Linked DNA regions of Mus musculus: region 2 is linked to region 1. The links are chromatin contacts, called in public HiChIP or PLAC-seq maps. All regions are on one chromosome and are shown on one strand. The core of a region is the stretch at or near the end of the contact, and the rest is flanking DNA. Distances in the headings are between cores, read along the strand shown. Region 1 has its middle 15 kb from the start of Gm26349. Region 2 has its middle 120 kb from the start of Mrps30.

What was found. HiChIP or PLAC-seq counts read pairs in DNA pulled down with a chosen protein or histone mark.
Region 2: an H3K27ac HiChIP or PLAC-seq map of embryonic stem cells shows a contact between it and region 1, with 11 read pairs. The contact joins two enhancer-like sites. A contact is called at or near these places in 3 of 484 Hi-C or Micro-C datasets (all in embryonic stem cells) and 10 of 115 datasets of contacts at active chromatin or transcription factors (differentiating embryonic stem cells, embryonic stem cells, extraembryonic endoderm stem cells and 1 more).

What each region holds. Positions count from the first base shown.
Region 1 is chr13:118,019,605-118,022,957 of GRCm38.p6, forward strand. No RefSeq gene overlaps it. Among named protein-coding and RNA genes, the nearest start is that of Gm26349, 15 kb to the right of the region's middle. Within about 2 kb of position 1,782, at least 17 of the 459 cell types and tissues checked have an H3K27ac peak or open chromatin away from gene starts, as enhancers often do. A contact at or near this core is called in embryonic stem cells, where this site is marked.
Region 2 is chr13:118,264,443-118,267,795 of GRCm38.p6, forward strand. No RefSeq gene overlaps it. Among named protein-coding and RNA genes, the nearest start is that of Mrps30, 120 kb to the right of the region's middle. Within about 2 kb of position 1,534, at least 8 of the 459 cell types and tissues checked have an H3K27ac peak or open chromatin away from gene starts, as enhancers often do. A contact at or near this core is called in embryonic stem cells, where this site is marked.

The DNA.
Region 1 (3,353 bases), core at 532-3,031:
ATTATATTTTTCCAACAATGTATAATAGCAGAGTCTCTCACCCCAGTGAACATTTATCTCTCCTATAAAAGGGGCCTCCAGAGGCTGGCAGGGGCTGCTCTCTAAAGTCCTGACTTATGGAGAGGCAGCCAGAATGCTCAGTCCCAGGTGCACCCCAAAACAAAGCTTGCTTCATTGGACAATCATGGATTCTTTCTCCTTGCAGTTCTCAGGTGTAACAACATGTGTTTACTTTTCTGTTTATTTTTTTTTCCCGGTTTCATGAAATTAGGTCTAAAGATAAAACACTAAGACCTAAGAGAACAATACAGGGTTTACATATTTTAAATACATTAAAGAACTGGTGACATTTATAGGCATATAAACAAGATGTGTACCTTTTATGATGAATATTTTTCATATTTAAATCTCCTTTGAACAGTCTCAGGCTTCTAAGGAGATCCATTATATAAATATTTTCCCTTTGCTATCTTCACTATTTAAATGAGGAAAACAAATGTTGATTTTAATTTTCACCAGATATAATGTAAGATTCACTAGAAAAATAAATGGAAAATTATGGGTTTTTTTTCATTCTTTCCATCTATATTATTGTTCCTATGGAAGTAGAGATATTTTAAAGAGTTACTTGTACTATTAAAACAATGAATCTTGAAGAAAAGGGAATTTCCCCAGACATTTTATGCTGGGAGATAGAAAGGGTGTGTCTGTTGCTGTAGTGAGACACAACCAGAGAGCAATTTGGGGCAGAAAGAGTTTATGCAGCTTACTCTTCTGTATTGCTGTTTGTCACTGAGGGAAGTCAGGGCAGGAACTCAGTTATGGTAGGATCCTAGAGGCAGGAGCTGATGCAGAGTCCATGGAGGGGTGCTGCTTACTGCCTTATATCCCATGGCTTGCTCAGCCTGCTTTCTTATAGAACACAGGACCACCAGCACAGGGATGGAACTACCCACAATGGGCTGGTCCCTCCCCCATTAATCACTAGTTAAGAAAATGCCTTACAGCAGGGTCTCATGGAGACTTTGTTGTTGTTGCTGTTTGTTTTGTTTTGTTTTGTTTTTTCAATTAAGCCCTCCCTTCCCACATCTTCAGACACCTCTTGTTTGTGTGTCATTCTGATACAAGACTGGCCAGAACAGGGTTCCAGAGAAATTTAAAACAGTTCTAACAGCTTGTCAAACAATCTTACTGGATAAGACTGAAAACCAAATAATGGTAGGAGGGCCCACTTAAGTCCTGCTTAAGTAGGACTGCTTAGATGTTCATAGCCTATGATCTTAATATCTTCAAAATCCTCAAGTCAAAGTTGAGGGGTTTGCTGGCTCTCTTTGTCACTCTTCCCAATGTGACCACATCGAAAAATCATTTTCTGCTTTCTGCCTTTCATTTAGCTGTTTTAGCTGGCTTATTGAGGACCAGTGGCTGGGCATGACATAAAGTATAGGTTATGAGAAATTAGAACTGAAATCAAGTCCCACTGGGTATGGTAGTGCTTGCTGAGAAACCTGGCATGTGCTGTTGTGGAATTCAAGGCCACCAGGGAGACTACCTAAACTCTATTGAGGTTTAATTTAAGAATTATATCTAAGTTGCAGCTGACCAATCTCCTTGGTGGGATTTGAGACTGCCACCTAAGCTTAAAGGGGAGGCAGGGCCTTTAATAAGCAAAAGCCACAGTTTCTTTTTGTGGACAATTTCCTCTGTAGGTGTGAGATAACATACTGGATCTTTTGCATTCCTAGAATTCCTTGTATTGTCTAAACAATCTCTAGTTACACACAGGGCTGGCCTCAGACCTCAGTGATGGAGTACTTAGCTACTACAGTGTGAAGGTGAGACTGGAGGATCATAAGCTAGATGACAGTCTAGGTTGTGACAAGACCCTTTGTGAAGGCCGTGACATTGAGTTGCCATTTCAAAGGTGACAAAAAGACAAGAGGTTATTAAAAATGGTTCTCACTATGACTAGTAGGAACTAAATATGTTGCCACTTTGGTCCCTACTTGCATTCTGTTTATTATTTTTCTCTAAGCTATAAACATATCCCACCACAAGATTCAGGTGCTAAGACAAAAAATATAACTAGTCTAGCAGAGATGAAGATATTCTAAAGAGACACATATACCTTTTTGATATGTTTTGTAAAATGTAGTATGATGCAGTGGGATTAGGACTGGTACCTTAATGGGCCCGTGCTGAGTCATCCTCTTCCCCCCAGGTATAAGTCACACAAAGAGTCTAGTATAAAATGAAGTTTATTTGGGGGCATGGGCAGGATGGTTGAGAAGGGAGTAGAGGCAGAGAAAGAGAAGGGACAGACGTGGACAGAGAGAGAGAGAGAGAGAGAGAGAGAGGAAGAGGAGGCTGGACAGGAACTGGTGGAGAGAGAGAAGGGGAGAGGGAAGGAGAGAGAGAAGCCAGAGGAAAACCAGACAGAGGCAGAGATGGGAGGTGGGGGAGTGTGAGAGGCCAAACAATCTTTTTATAGCAAGCCAGGCTCCTACCTAGTTGTTGCTAGTTAATTGTTAAGCGGACCCTAGAAGGGATGCCAACATGCTAACATTCCTCCATTTTGGTTTAATTAAAAATAGAAACTAGAAAGAGGTGATGGTGAAGCAAGTAGGGTCATGGTGATCTTTAGCTGCTTCCTGCTGACTTTGGAGTAACATGTTTCTGGGAAACCTAAGAAACTGGGGATGGGGATGTTGGTCAAGTTGGCCATTTCTTTGTTGTCCAGGGTCTATTGGACCATCTACAGGTAGAAAGGTCCAGGTCCAGGGTCCCCTATGAAGGAGCTAGAGAAAGTATCCAAGGAGCTGAAGGGGTTTGCAGTCCCATAGGAAAAACAACATTATGAACTAACCAGTACCCCCCAGAGCTGCCAGGGACTACACCACCAATCAAAGAAAACATGTGGTGGGACTCATTGCTCCATCTGCATATGTAGAAGAGGATGGCCTAATAGGTCATCAATGGGAGGAGAGGCCCTTGGTCCTGTGAAGGTTCTATGCCCCAGTATAGGGGCCAGGGCCAGGAAGTGGGAGTGGGTGGATTGGGGAGTAGGGCGATGGGGGAGGGGATAGGGAAGTTTTGGAGGGAAAACTAGGAAAGTGCCCAGGACTGTACTCAGTCGGGCCCCTCAATCCATGGGAGAATCAGGGTCCCTTTACAGGTGGGTAGGGAGTTGGTGAAAATGTGACAGATAGGAACACAAGGGAATGTTGTATCTGAATGTAATTTCTCAAAGTGAGCATCATACTTATAAGTGACTTTTACACAAAACAGAGGAATGCATACAAAAAGCTAACAGGTACCAATTGGGATAAAAATCAATGTTAACAACTGGGATC
Region 2 (3,353 bases), core at 284-2,783, 240 kb after region 1:
GGTCAAGGAAGGATGCTGTGGGGTGAAATTGGTTGGGAGAATGGAGATACCACAATGTGAGGAGGCATGGCTTCCTCCTATACATGATACATTCCTCAACAAATAATTTTCTATTATTTTCTTTTAAACATCTTAATGTCAAACACATGGAATGAAAACTTCCTCTGAACACATTAAATTCCAGGTTACCTACAGGTAGCAAATACAGTCTACCACCATGCTTCTCTAAGCAGCTTTCTGTAGGAATGGATTATTGCTGAAACCCATTCATTATATTGTTCTCAACTTTAAGAATATCTGTTGAAAATGACACAAGAGTAAAGGCAGATTTTCTTTCATTAATATAAATACATAAATTTTGACCTTCAGTAGAAGTAAATGATGATTATATACTTACAAATCTATAACAATTAATAGAATTATCTAGTATTGCAACTCTTACCTCTTATTTAATGTATAGATAATCTATCTAACCTCGTCTTATTCGAATAATTTTTTTCCTTGCCTAAAACCATATCAAATCCTAGGATATAGATTTTCAGCAGTCTTGTGGGAGCTTGGGGGAGAGGCATTTCTTTTATTTTGTAGTGTATGAACAAGAATTTTAGCCAGGTGTGGTGGCACATGCCTTTAATCCCAGCACTTGGGAGGCAGAGGCAGGCAAATTTCTGAGTTTGAGGCCAGCCTGGTCTACAGAGTGAGTTCCAGGATAGCCAGGGCTATACAGAGAAACCCTGTCTCGAAAAATCAAACAAACAAACAAACAAAAAAGAATTTTGTGCGTGAAAAAGAATGGGCTTAGTGATAGTTCACAAGAACATTTTATAAAGTAGGGAAATCAATCATTATTGGTTTAATAATAACAAATTGGTATACTGGTTACAAATATCTTCTTTCAGTCTATAGCTTTCATTTCAACTCTTTCAATTGTCTTTGGCAACATATTTTGGTGAGGAGGTCTACTAATATTACCCTTTAATATTAATAATACTTTAAGATGTATATTTATTTTACTTGTATGTATAAGAATTGCATGCCTGTAGGTATGCATTGTGTCACTTGGGCATCTAGTATCCACAGAAGCAGGAGGGTGGCAGTGTAGCTCCAGGAACTAGAGCTATTGATGGTCATGAGCCATCACATGGGAAACTGATCTAATCATATTTTAATTTTTAAAAATAAAGTTAAATTGTTTAAAACCAAGGGATGAAAATCAAAGTATGTACTGTTTTTTAACAAAAGCAAGGTAAATTTTTAGCATAAAGGATACAAAGTTGATCCAACATTGTTGCGAGCCGCTCGCCGCTCCGCTCACATGGACCGGGTACACCGGAGTGGCAGGCCGGGGCTGAAAGAGAGGAGAACTGGGCGGTTGAGAGAAAAATGGAGCTAAATCAAGATTCCTGATCAAAGCTCAAATGTGCTTATAAAGGGGGGGGGAGGGGAGGCCCATTCCTGCCAATTCTTTCTTGGAGCCTGGAACCAGCTGCAGGGTGTAGTCTCTGGAATAGCTCTTTGCCCTCTCAGCAGGTAGCAGTGTCTTGAAGGAGAACAGCAGCAGTGGCTGAACAATAGAGTCATCTAGGGATGAAGGCCCCACCCTAGGTAATCTCCTTTGTGGCAGCAAGGTCAAAGTCCAGATCAGCCAGCTTCAGGCTGGGGGGGTGGGGGTGGGGGTGGGGTTACACAACATTTTATTAAAACAAAGCAAAACAAAATAAAACTAAACTTTTTTTTTTCTTTCTGGCCACTAAATGGTCTAAATAACTCTCTTTCTGGACTAAATAACTATCCTAACGAAAGCCTTAGGTTTGATCCTATCCAGATAATTCATCCCTGTTCTTTAGTACCTATTGTCTCTCTTTGTGCTTCTAGAAGTCACACCATACCCGTGATCTGGAACCCAAGACACCGGTGCAAAACAGCCAGAGAAGGCAGGTACCACCCTGTGGATTTTAAATGCTGGCTACTACGGTGTGGCAAAAATTATTTGATTGTTTTAAACACTCAGATTCCCACTCTGATGAAGAAAATGATTGCTTTACAGAGGACATGTTAAACACTTTCTACTTAATAATTTGAGGGGCATGTTCTCTATCAATGAATTAGAATTTATATAAGAAGAACTAAGTATAAGCAAGTGATGTTCTGCTGCCCTACTTTACACAGTATTGATTATGACAAGTTGTTATGATCTAAAACTATATCATACATACAGGATTATTTGTGATCAAAAACCAGGATTCAAGTAATAGTTTTGCCAGTCATATTATCTATTTAAAATCATCATCGAGAAGAATGATTCAATAAACATCAGCATTTGAATAACAGAAAAATTAAGGAATACTAGAATATTAGTTGAATGGTTTAGATTTCTCTCTTTCTTCCTTTTCTTGCTACAATATGTAGCATTATCACTTGCTACAGTATGACCATTACTGCTTGCTATTTTTTTTCTATCCTACTTAGTTACTTATTCATTCTTTGATGTTATTTTAGATCTGTCTTCTTCTATTATAATTCTTATGTCTCAGAAGCCATCTTTCACAAAATATTATTTCCATCTGTCTCAGTCACTGTTCCATTGCTACGAAGAGACGCCATAAACAAAGAAACTCTTATAAAGGTTTAATTGGTGGCTGGTTTGCAGTTTCAACAGCTTAGTCCACAATCATCATGGAAGGGAATATGGTGGCAGGGAGCATGGGAACAAGTAGCCATTGTATTGGAGAAGTAGCTAAGAGCTCCATCCTGACCTGTAGGCCTAGAGAGAGAGAGACTTAACTTGGCATAGGCTATTGAAACATCAAAGCATACATTCTTTCTTATTCATACAAAGTGACATTCTTTCTTCAATAATGCTACAACTACTCCAATATGGCAATACCCTCTAATTCTTCTCAAATAGTGCCATACCCTGATTCCTAAACATTCAAATATATGAGCCAACCAAGACCATTATTATTTAATATACCACATAACCTAAAAATCAACTTATTGCAATTAAAACAATAAAAAGTAAGGACAATCCTAAGAAATCTCTCTGCTATAACATAAAACCTGTAGAAATGATCAAAAGTCAAACAGCAAATCATTGTTTCAAAGTCATTTTTCAGCATTTCGCTGAGTTTTGAGTTCACCTGTGCCCATAGTACCAAATCTTAATCAGAATTAGCAATAATTTCAGAGTTCTTCTCCTCCAGTTTCATACTTCTGTCCTAGATTTCTGTGTTCTTGTTCTCTGTCCCAGTTTTTTACACTGCTTATATATCTTGAAAATTGAGCATGTAAACCCCTCCCCTAATATGATCTAGCGATTTCTAACACAAGATCCATTGACTCGGAACAAATTT